Regions from separate parts of the Mus musculus genome. Here regions 1 and 2 are each linked to region 3. The links are chromatin contacts, called in public Hi-C and promoter capture Hi-C maps. All regions are on one chromosome and are shown on one strand. The core of a region is the stretch at or near the end of the contact, and the rest is flanking DNA. Distances in the headings are between cores, read along the strand shown.

The links. Promoter capture Hi-C pulls out the DNA fragments that hold promoters and counts their contacts. Hi-C and Micro-C count contacts between places; a contact is called where the count stands out from the background.
Region 1: a Hi-C map of CD4 T cells shows a contact between it and region 3, with 8 times the contacts expected there. The contact joins the promoter of Cdk5r1 here to the promoter of Aatf in region 3. A contact is called at or near these places in 2 of 484 Hi-C or Micro-C datasets (CD4 T cells and cerebellum).
Region 2: a contact with region 3 is called in a promoter capture Hi-C map of liver, with 4 times the contacts expected there. The contact joins the promoter of Supt4a here to the promoter of Aatf in region 3. A contact is called at or near these places in 2 of 39 promoter capture datasets (liver and pre-B cells).

The regions. Positions count from the first base shown.
Region 1 is chr11:80,475,347-80,479,312 of GRCm38.p6, forward strand. Cdk5r1 (cyclin-dependent kinase 5, regulatory subunit 1 (p35)) reads left to right here and starts at 1,677. Exons shown (of 1, transcript NM_009871.3): 1 at 1,677-3,966. The coding sequence starts at 2,163. The coding sequence ends at 3,086.
Region 2 is chr11:87,735,684-87,739,669 of GRCm38.p6, forward strand. It overlaps Supt4a (SPT4A, DSIF elongation factor subunit), which reads left to right and starts at 1,868. Exons shown (of 5, transcript NM_009296.2): 1 at 1,868-1,985; 2 at 2,484-2,590. The coding sequence starts at 1,917.
Region 3 is chr11:84,511,452-84,515,457 of GRCm38.p6, forward strand. Aatf (apoptosis antagonizing transcription factor) reads right to left here and starts at 2,050. Exons shown (of 13, transcript NM_019816.1): 1 at 1,841-2,050; 2 at 690-878; 3 at 32-127. The coding sequence starts at 1,931.

The DNA.
Region 1 (3,966 bases), core at 427-2,926, 4.0 Mb before region 3:
TGGAGGGCTGTGTATAATTAGGGAAGTAGAACACATTTAACTTTTGCTTAATCCTGGAATTTGAAGGGGACCATAAGCATGAAGTCAGCTCAGAGGCTGGTTTTTAGCGGTTGCCTTTCCAGGTAGAAGAAACATTGGGGGAGCTGGTCTGAAAGGCCTTAGGAAGATGGCTTACAGCCTACTATGATGAAAAGGAAGAGACCCAGGGCCGCCCTACTGAAGAGCAGCTAGGGGGTTGAGTCTGACCCTTGAGGCTCGGTCTCAGTGTCAGTGTTGAGAGCGCTCTTGGAGAGGGTTTTCGTTGGAGCTGGTATGGTGGCTCATGCCTGAATCCTAACTGAACATTGAAGCAGGAGGATGGCAAGGTGCTGGCGGCCTGTGTCTCAAGGAAAGGTTCCAAGTCATGGATTAATTTTGAGCAGAGTTGTTAGAAAGCCAGTGTGACACTGGCCTTCATTCCCCGTCCCCCAATGTAATTATTTACTCTCCCCCTTCCCGGTTTGAGTTGAAGTCTCCATCCTCACCACAGCACGTCCTACTACTGGCTCTGGACCATACTCCAGAGCTGTGAGCTAACACTTCATTATTTCGTTTATAGGTTACCCAGTGTCAGGTGCTGTGTTCTAGTAATAGCAGGTACCACTCTGTTCTATGAGAAACATTGTTAGGAAGGGGCCACAGCGAAGCTAGCCATCCTGTGTGCTTGGTAAGGTCCTGGAAAAACTTTTTTTGGGGGGTGGGGTGGGGTGGTAACAGGGCAGGGCACTTACCTCTCTGGTCACCCTGGTCCCTAACCTGGAAGTACTTAAGCCTAATGACCTCAACAAGATTCTTGTTTTGGGTGTTTTCAGGAATTCTCTCAGGTTCGGAGTTGGGAGTCTGAGTTAAGATACAGGTTGGCTTATTTGACAATTTGGGTCTCCAGAACCAGTCCAGAATGAATGACTTGTAATTCGGCAGTGGCCTTTGTGAAGGACATGGAGGCTGATTGTGAACTATGTGTCGGTAGTCAGAACCAGATTTTCTTGCAATTTTACTGTCATCAAGTTTTAAAATGGGCAAATAAGAAACTGGCCTAAAGGCGCAGCAGCTTCAATTTTGACAGCCTCCGTGATAGGATCTCTAGGCCGCCCTCATCCTTCTGGCCTGGCTTTCCTAGAGTCTTAATGGGTGCCGGGCTTTTACGCTGATGCTGATTGCGGCTCTTCCTTTCTCCAGCGCCCGGGCCAGCTCTCCGCACCGCCCGCAGCCTCTGCCAAGGGGGCCGCGGCGGGAACAAAGGCAGCACGTGTCTGGGCGGGGCCCGCCCTCCGCCCCGCCCGCCCCCTCGCCCTCCCGCCCGCCCTCCCGCCTGGAGAGCTCCGCTGCGCGGCGCCGGAGCTCACGAGGCCGGGCTCCGCGCGCGGCGCAGGCACCTTCCAGGTGGAGACCCGGCTTCGCGCGTTCCCGCCGCCCGCGCCGTGTCCCGTAATGGGCGCGCCCACTAGAGGCGCCACCGTGCGCCGCTCGCGCTGAGGGACGCGAGTGGCGGCGACCTGGCGGCGAGACCGAGCGGGCGTGTGGACCGCGCGCGCGATCCGGAGAGGCGGCTTGCAAGGCGCGCGCCGGGGCGGGGCGGGGCGGGGCCGGCGGGCTCGCGGCGGAGACGCAGGCGGGGGCCGGGCGGGGGCGGGGCCGCGGCGTCTGCAGAACCTTGGACAGAAGCAGGGAGCCGCCGCCGCGCCGAGTCGAGCACCCGGGCCGCGGCGCGCATTGCGGAGGGCCTGGGACGCAGCGGCTGCGCCTGCCGCGGGAGCCTGCCTGACTGCGGGTAAGCCTGCGCGGACCGGGGCCGTGTGCGCGGCCTGGTTGGATTCCTGCTGCGGAGGCCACTGCGGCTCTTTGACCGGTGCCGCAGTGGAAGCACAGGCTGGGGCTCGACGGGGCCGCAGCCCGGGGGTTCGGGCCTCGGAAGTGCGAGCGGAGGGGCGCGGCGTGGAGCCCCGCCCGGGGCTGAGAACCATCTTGTTTTCCACGCAGATCCGCAGGACTAAACGCGTCGTGTCCCGGGAGCGCCTCCTTTCTCTCTGCGGCCGCTACAGGCTCGGTAAGCCTTTACCCCCCTCCAGCCGGCAGGCTGGGCGCGCGGGGGTGCCGGCCCCTGCCGGGCGCGCAGTGGCACCATGGGCACGGTGCTGTCCCTATCCCCCAGCTATCGGAAGGCCACACTGTTTGAGGATGGCGCGGCCACCGTGGGCCACTACACGGCCGTGCAGAACAGCAAGAACGCCAAGGACAAGAACCTGAAGCGGCACTCCATCATCTCGGTGCTGCCTTGGAAGAGGATCGTGGCGGTGTCAGCGAAGAAGAAGAACTCCAAGAAGGCGCAGCCCAACAGCAGCTACCAGAGCAACATCGCGCATCTCAACAATGAGAACCTGAAGAAGTCGCTGTCCTGTGCCAACCTGTCCACATTCGCCCAGCCCCCGCCGGCTCAGCCGCCCGCACCCCCAGCCAGCCAGCTTTCTGGCTCCCAGACTGGGGTCTCCTCTTCTGTCAAGAAGGCCCCGCACCCTGCCATCACCTCTGCAGGGACACCCAAACGGGTCATCGTCCAGGCGTCCACTAGTGAGCTGCTGCGCTGCCTGGGTGAGTTTCTCTGCCGCCGGTGCTACCGCCTGAAGCACTTGTCCCCAACGGACCCCGTGCTCTGGCTGCGCAGCGTGGACCGCTCCCTGCTTCTGCAGGGCTGGCAGGACCAGGGTTTCATCACACCGGCCAATGTGGTCTTCCTCTACATGCTCTGCAGGGATGTCATCTCCTCTGAGGTGGGCTCCGACCATGAGCTCCAGGCTGTCCTGCTGACCTGTCTGTACCTCTCCTATTCCTACATGGGCAATGAGATCTCCTACCCGCTCAAGCCCTTCCTGGTAGAGAGCTGTAAGGAAGCCTTTTGGGACCGTTGCCTCTCAGTTATCAACCTCATGAGCTCCAAGATGCTGCAGATCAATGCCGACCCACACTATTTCACACAAGTGTTCTCTGACTTGAAGAATGAGAGCGGTCAGGAGGACAAGAAGCGACTCCTCCTGGGGCTGGATCGGTGAGCCCCTGTAGCCGGTATCCTGGCTCAAGGATTCCACTTGTTTTTAAATTTTATTACTAAAAGAATCAAGTTTTGTGTACAGTATGTGTCTAGCAGAGCCACCAAGGGCCTCTTCCCACGTTCTTTCCTTGGGGTTTTTTTTTAGCCCTTTCAAGAACTCTGGGGACTTTCGAACTGATGAACCTTGCGCGAACCCAAAAGATGCATTCAGAGCCACTTCGGCTGCTGACCACTCACTTTCCGGGACTCAAGGGACTGACTTGCCCATGTCACCTGTACCCACGATGGATCCAGGGTAGATGAGGCTTCCCACTGTCCCATGATCGGAGCTGGGGCCCATGGCTGGTGGCCCTGGAGGAATCAGCCCTTTTCTGGGTATTGTTTCTCTTGAAGGCTCCTGGAGCTGGCTGTCCTGACTCAGGATCCAGGAGGTTGTGAGTGAGGCAAGATCTGCACAGCCCTGGGGCATCAGTGCAGGAGCCTGCAGAGACTGCTGATGACTGTTGACCATGCACGGCCCTGGTTTGCTGCGTGCTTTTTTAGGGAGAAGGGCTTTCCTTTCCTGGCAGGACAGAGCTCCCCTCCCATCCTTTTGTCTCTGCTCCCACGTTAGTGCTGGTTAATGAGGTGGTTTGCTCATTAGATTCCTCACCCGTTTTGGGTCCCAGCTAAAGGATGAGGTGAAGCTAGGGGCAGCTCCTTCCCTGAGCGAGCTTTTCACAGTTTGTACCCTGTGTACAAAGCCAGAACAGCGCCGGGGACCCACTAACAACATTGCCTTCTGGGCGGGTGGGTGTCTATGCCTGAGATCAGGTTGGTGCCCACTTGCATGCTAAGGCCTCTCGCTGGTGCCCGTGATCTTTGTTCTGTATCGTTGGGGG
Region 2 (3,986 bases), core at 618-3,117, 3.2 Mb after region 3:
TCCCCCCTCCCAATTACTGGGATCATAGGCATTTACCATTATTCCCTCTGGTTTCGGATGCTATTGGTGATATCAAAGCTGGTCAGATAGGGTAGGTTTAAAGCCCCAGAAAGGTCAGAGAGAGCAGCGTGCCTGGTACTCGTCATGATTCAGTCATTTATCTGTGCTGGGCTGCTGGTGACTCTGGTGCTTCACTGACTGACTTTGTGACCTTACAATATTGTAAGCAAATACTGAACCTTGGAATGTGTGCATACACGTGCATGCACTCACAGGAGTGTGAGGGCAGCCTAATCGATACAGCAAGTGCCAGGACAGCCCGAGCTACAGAATAAAGACTTTCAAAACAAACAAACAAACAAACATACAAACAACAAGGGCCTCTCACTTGAACTTGCCTGGAGTCCCTGGGATCTGCCTATCTCTGGCCCCCAGTGCTATGGTTAGAGTAGCAGACCATCAAATCCCACTTATATGTGGTGGGTCCTGAGCCAGCTCCTCAGCAGGATACCTGCCTTTTACCATAAATAAAATGATCCTCCTTCAGAGATGATAGAAGGCTTACATGAGATAGCACAGTGAAAATGTATTCCAAACTGAAAAGAGATTTCCCGGTGCTAGAAAGTATCTAAAACCCAGTCACTGAACCCCATGTGGATGCAGTTTGGGATAAAGCCTAGAATCAGTCTTGCTGTCCCTCAGTTTCAATGAGAAGGGCTGGAAGGACAGAACAGCGGGATTGCAACTATTTATATCCCAGCGCTCCAATTCAGATAAACACAAATGACCAGGCTTTTGCCTACATTCCAAGAGCCTTTGCTCTGTTCACACCGCACCAGACCTCGTATTTCTGTATGGTTTGCTCAGGATATTATCTCGGTGCCATTTAAGGAGACAAGGAGGAATTTTGTGTCCTACACAGTAAGCACATTGGCAGCTGGGGTGGGGTTAGAGTATGAGAAGTGAGATACCTAATCCACAGATGTTCCCATGGAATTATGTCTAAATGTGCCGAGAGTTTTACAAAGCGTAAATTATGAGCCAGGCGCGCAATCGAGAGGCTTTTAGGAGGAATTAAATACGCGTTTCCCTCTATCCAACACGCCTCCCCTTTCCCCGTCGGCACGGCTCAAGCTAGCATTCCTGGGGACCGCAAACGAAACCCTATCACGCTCTCCCAGTTACAAGAAGGGGTGGGGCCTCGTCGGGTTTTTGTCTCTGCAGGCGTCCAGAAAGGCAAGACTCATTGCCTCGAGCCTTAAAACAACCTAGCGCGAAGCGGCGGGCTTGTATTCTGAGCATTCCGGACACTGAGACGAGGGGCTTGTGTCAAAAAGTCAAATACCCGGGCGTGGTGGTGCGCGCCCATAATCCCAGAACTCCGAAAGTGAAGGCAGGAAGATCAGGAGTTCAAGATCACCGTCCCGTACTCAGAGGCCAACTTAGGAATTAGCATTGTCTCAATAAATGAGCAAACAAAATAAAACAAGCAGACAAAACAATCTAGGTTTTCCTCGGGAGTCTGAAGAGCACTCAGGCCAGAGCATTTTGGGCTCCATCAAAAGGCCCGCGTCGCGAGGCGCAGTCCCGCCAGTCGCCCCGCTCCACGCTTCCTGCGCATGCTCCAACCTCCCCCAGCTGCCCCGCCCCTACGGGCGCATCAGCTCCCAGCGCGCGCGCCGTCTTCCGCTCGCTCTCGCGAACCAGGTGACGGGCGCGCGCGCGGCCCAGGTGACCGGGCGGCCCCGCCCAGCGCTCCCGCGGGAGGAACCATCTTCTCCACGGGGAGGGAGGGGCGGGGCCTGCGATGGCCGGCACCGGAAGCGGAAGCTGCGTGCCCGACGCGTCTGGCATTCTGGGTAATGGTCTGTTTACTTCCTGCGGCTGGAGGAACCTGTGTTGTCGTATCGGTGAGGATGGCCCTGGAGACGGTACCAAAGGACCTGCGGCATCTGCGGGCTTGTTTGCTGTGCTCGTTAGTCAAGGTGTCCGTTGGGGCCTTGGTTGTAGGAGCGATCGGGGAGGCGAAACGGGAGAAAGAGGGTGAAATGGGGCCAGACACAGGAAAGGAAGGCTCTGAGATTCGGGGAGTGGGAAGCCCGAAAGCCTAAGGGAGCCGTTGTTTCCGTCCACGGAACGCGAGCCGGGTGGCTGTGCCTACTGGGGGCTGCGTTGCAGTTCTCGGCATAACTGAGCACAAGTTTGTCTCCCCGACAGACGTTCGGTGAACTTGCTGTGGTGGACTGGAAAGACACTAGGAGCCAGAGCAGCCGAGAGAGTAGCAGGAGAGGGTACCTGACCCCAAAGAGGCTAGAAAATATGTAAGCTGAATTAGGGACGCGAGCAAAAAGGTATGAGGGTGGAGTTTAGGAACAGTTTGGAGAGGAGAGGGTGTTGGGTTGTATAGAAAACGAAGAGGTTGGCTTTGTTGAAATATTAAGGCGTTGTTCATGCTCATACTTGCTTTTTTTTTTTCTTTCCAGACTATAGACCAGTTCGAATATGATGGGTGTGACAATTGCGATGCATACCTACAAATGAAGGGCAACAGAGAGATGGTTTATGACTGCACCAGCTCTTCATTTGATGGGTAAGCCCCTTTCACGCGCCTTTGTTTACTTCTGCACCCAGAAAGTTAATATGGGATAGATTTTTGAGGTCATAAGACTAGCTGGTCTCAGCAGTTCTGAGAGCTAGTCTATGTGTCCAGCCCAGTAGCTGTAAACTTTTGTAGTGTAAGACCCCCTTTCGGGGACCCCCGCTCTAGTCTCAGGAGTGTGAGAGCACCCAAAGAAACACGAGGACCCATCTTGCTGTAATTACATGAGGACGTTTAATTACGGAGCTCCGGACCGACATGTATCCCACACAGGAGATAACGGATGCCGGCCACGAGGCTCGAAAGCTTGGGGGTTTTATGGGGTAAGGGGCTTAGGGGTGTGGAATTGAGCATAGCGACACACTATTGGCTTATTCAAACATTAACAGAAAGATTACATGTACGTGCAGGGTGTCAGAGTTCTGTGAGTAGTTGACTCAGTTCAGATAGCCCTGTTATGTCCTCACATTCCCCTTTATCTTATGGTCAAGATGTTCCCAGGAATGTTTTAACTATGGGGCATACCCAGGTTTGTTTTTCTCTTTTCTCAGCCCCAGGCAGCCTCTAGGCTCACAAACAACCAGCAATTTCTGAGTACTTTATATGACTTACAGGTCTTGAAATTTCATCTTTCTTTCAGTAGCTACTGAGTACTTGACATGTGGCTAGTTCAAATTCGAATATGCTTAAGTGTCAAATACATACCAGCAAACAAAGATTCAGGGTGAGGAAAAAGGATGTCAAATGATCTGAATTTTTAAAAGATTAGTTAAATATTGAAACAATGTTTTAGGGTTATTTGATTAAAATAAATATTGAAGCAGGGAAGTGGTGTCGTACGCCTTTAATCCCAGCACTTGGGAGGCAGAGACAGGTGGATTTCAAACCAAAAAAAAAATTAAAAAATAAATATTGAAGTTATTTTCATCTTTATTGTTTTAAGTAGTGGCTAAGAGGACTTTTTTTTTTTTTTTACCTCGAGACAGGGTTTCTCTGTGTAGCCCTGGCTGGCCTGGAACTCACTTTGTAGACCAGGCTGGCCTCAAACTTAGAAATCCGCCTGCCTCTGCCTCCCAAGTGCTGGGATTAAAGGTGTGCGCCACCACCACCCTGCTTAAGAGAACTTTTTTAATGTGTGTACTTCTTCTGTAGTCCTATTTAACAATGCTTCACAACTCTTGTCTGCTCCATTATCGCTGAGACTATGTTTATGTTATGTCCTAATGCCTGACACGGGATGTACGAGGTGTAGATCTTTAATGTTGGAGAGGTGGAAGTGTGATACAGCAGTAGAACACGTGACTACCACATACAAAGAACACATGACTACCATGTACAAAAAGCCCTGGGTTTAATTCCTAATGCTCCTCCAAAAGTGTTGGCTACA
Region 3 (4,006 bases), core at 800-3,299:
TCTGAGATAAAAGAACTATCCTCGCCCTCACCTTCTAAGTCTTCGTCAACATCTTCTGAGATCTCCTCCAGGCCCAGGCCCTCTGAATCCCCATCTTCAGATCCTCCCTCATCAGATGCTTCGTTATCTAAATTATAAGGGGAAAAAAGGGGAAAGGAGTTACCTAGAGAAAAATACCAGGCCACATCTTTCATTCCAGTTAATCTGTGGGAGCTTATATGACAGAACAAACATGTTATTGTGCTCTATTCAACTGCACGAACTCACTACGTTTCTATCATCTCTAAAACGCTAACAGGAAACAAAGCCTAACTGGGCTTTAGCATCCTTTTTTTTTTTAAAGAATTATTTATTTATTTTATGTTTATGTAGCTGTCTCCACACACACCGGAATAGGGCATCGGATCCCATTACAGATGGTTATGAGCCACCATGTGGTTGCTGGGAATCAAACTCAGGACCTCTGGAAGAGCAGTCAGTGCTCTTAACCACGGAGCCATCTCTCCAGCCCTTTAGCATCCTTTTTAAAGTAACATGCTGACCTCTAAGGCCCTTCCAAGTACCAATTCAATGGTCTCTCCTAAATTAAGTGGAGACCCACAGACTTCCAGAAAGAATCCAGAAACAAAACAGTTTAACCATACAGAACTAAGCCAAGAGAAGAGTTTGGGGTGAAAATGTCTACTCACCAGATGAACTTGGCAGAGCCTGCTCCCAATGGTCTTCTTTCCAAGCTTTCCTAGAAGTGGTCTTGCCAGAATACCTTTTGTCGGTGTCCAAGAGGGAGACTGGTGCCAACTTTCTAATGCTACTCACTGCCAGATCATCTTTCTCCTCTTCCCCTTCATCAAACCTGTCAATCACTCTGGCTCTAGTGGCTGTTGGGGAGGGAGAAAAATAGAATCTTAGGTTAGAAAAATACTTTAACAGGAACCCACTTAAGCCATTTCAACCCCACACCCCACCTTCCTGTACTAGGTGAGTACTCTTAGTACTGGGCTCCACCCCAGCCCTTGATTCATTGTGTCCTCTATAACATAACATAACTAACTTACAGGAATAGGGAGTTGACTTCTGGTTTCTAAGGAGACTGCTGTCATATTGCTATCTATTTCTAAACAGAGAGCTAACTCCCTGCAACTACTAGGAGACATGTTTTTATGCCTTGGAACTTATAAATCTAGGAACGTATAAATCTGATTCTTCCTTGCTTTTCCATGGTGTTTTTTATTGTTTTTCTTTTTCAGAGGTTCTGAAAATTAAATCCAGTGCATCAAGTGTTATCGGCTACATGCCCAGGGTCCTTAATTCTTCCTCAATATGTGACAGTCATTGGGTGCTATAGACACTCATGACACCCCTCCAGTTGTCTTTCTCACACCTCCCTGACCCAAGTCTAAAGCACAATTACTCCCAGCCGGTCTCAGAACAGGTTTATGAAGAATCAGTCTGTCATCAGAATGTGGACAAATGGCTTAAGGCCTAAATAAACATGGCTAAACAGCATCGGGTAATCATTTTCATTCTCATGAAGATTTTAGAAGCAGTCAGTTTCAAACACACAAAAACCTGAAACTCATCAGGCTTCTTTCTCCTTTCGAAGGTAATACCAAGAAAAGTGGCATCCTAAACTGCTGCCAGCCGGCTGCCTGCAACTCCCCGCCAGGGTCCTGATGTCCCGCCCACCCCCAGAGTCTAGAATGCTGGATTACTGCTCACGCCACCCTCCCAAGAGACAATTTTCCCCCAGCGAAAAGGGAAGGCGAGCAGGTCCAAGCACCAGCGGCCCTTGAAGTCGGAGCCACTGCTCTGCACGTGGTTAGCCCCAGTCAGGCCTCACCCTCCTCCGGGTCGGCCTCAGGATCCGCCTCACGCGGTCTCGGATTCAGCAACTGTTCCAGCTGCAGAGCCAAGGGCTGCGGCGCCGCCATGGTCACCAGGTCACTGCCGGCGCTGCGCTCGTGAACCTGCACTGCAGCCCGAGCCCCCCGGCCCGACACTCGCAGCAGTGGCGCTACGGCCCAGACTCTACTTGGCAACTCAAGGCGGAGACCTCGCGGAGGCGGCGTTTAGAATCCCAGTAGGCAACTTCCGGGAGGCGCGCGCGCGCCGGAGGGGCGGGGCGTCGCGTCACCACTGGGCTGCTAAGCTGAGACGCAGGCGCCCGAAACCGTGGCAGGGTTGCGAGCCGCCCGAACGCGCGTGCGCCGGAGGCCCCTCGGACGCGCGGCGCGGGAGCGCGCCGGAGCACGTGACCGCTTGGAGCGAGAAAGGTTGATTGTGCTCTGAGCTGCCAGGGTCCCCTAAGCACGAAATAACGCCTCGAGCTTTGTGCGAGCTTGGTTTAGGAATTAAGCGTAAAGTAGCTGTGGCTGCTGGTGGCTGGCTGGTTTGTGAAAGGGAGTGAAGGATAAGCCTCTCAAACCTCAGGTACACACTCGAGCAAGCACAGACCCGGGACTCAAAACGGGGCTTTTCTCAGGGTAGAGGAGCCTGCGGCCAGGCACACAGCTTCGGGCCAGGATCTGAGAGGCCTGCGTGTGTTAAGTGTGCGGCGAGGTGCGATCTTTATTGATAGAAATAATTAGGAATCGCGATGGTTGTACCACAAATCAAGATTGTTTCTGTAGCTTCTTGTACCCTCTTGCCTGGGCAATCACAGGGAGGGGCAGGGGGGTAGAATTACTCTACTACAGAAGCGTTGATATTAACAGCTTTTCTGTTCAAAGATGGAGTGACTCAGTCAGACCCCCGAAACTAGTGAAGATGGGAGAAGAGAAACCCTTCACTCAGTTCTGGTATTAGATGGCCAGACTCAAAATACACAAAGACCTTAATGTGATAAATGTAATTGCACCCAGGCCCATGAAGCTATGCCATCACTTTGCATTCGTTTTTCTTTTCATGGAGCATCCCTTGACGCCCACTACTGTGGCAAGCACTGCTAGATGAAATATAGGATGTGTAAGTTAGACTCTCTCTCCACACAGTGACCAGTCTAGAAGGGCAGGAAACATGAACTGCACCGAGGAATGACAAATTTGAGTGTAAAGTGGTCTGTCTATACTGATCTGTTGGAGGTCTTCCTCCATGGAGACCTAGAATCTACTATAACAGGAAAGCTGCCTCAGAAGAATCCAGAAAAAAAAAAAAAAGAAAAAACGACTTGAATAATAGACACTGTGTCCATGCCTGTTTGTATGTTAAGACAGTCTCTTGCCTCCTACACATCATGTAATTGAAGATGACCCTGAATTTCTTGACCCTCCTGTCTCCACTGGGATTAGAGACATGTGCCTGCCACTACACCCTGTTTATTTAGAGCTAGGGGCTGAACCCAGAGTGTTCTGTACACTAAGCAGGAGCTCTTCCAGTTCTAAGTCCCCAGGCCAGTGCCATTTTTTAAGTATACTCCAGGCCAGCTGGATCCCAAAGCCAGCAACGTAGGCAACTGGTAGCTCCCCAGTAGAATCCACTGGAAGACAATTCAGACACCCTCAGATTCAGGTAGATTTCCGAATTTAAGAAATTTAAGAGATTTCTACTTTCTTGTGGCATGTCTCATGTTCCTGTCCTAACTGGTCCTTGAGTGAAGATGACCAAGCCTAGACAATAGAAAAAAAAAAAGCAACTGTTTTAGGGTAAAGCCTTTCAGACGTGGAGAGCCAAAGAATGTCAGACTAGGCGAAGACTCAGGCGAAGAAAATTGCTGTATGGCTGAGAGTAGTTTAGAGAGCTTGTTCTTTAAGGTCCTCTCCGCTGCGCTTGCAGTCGAGTCTGTGTTAGAGCCTCCATAGCAAAACATGTTCTCTATGAGGTGCAGTAGCCTTGGGCACAGAGAACAAAAATGTTCTCCTACCCCACACTTAGTAAATTCTATTCTCCTAGATCCTCCTCCCTCATTATTTCAGGTGCTTAGAAACCTGCCCTTTAAGGTGAGGAGAACAGGGTGGAAAGAGAAAAGGAAGCAGGGCAGAGCCCACCTTGAAGCTGTTGTGCATACAGG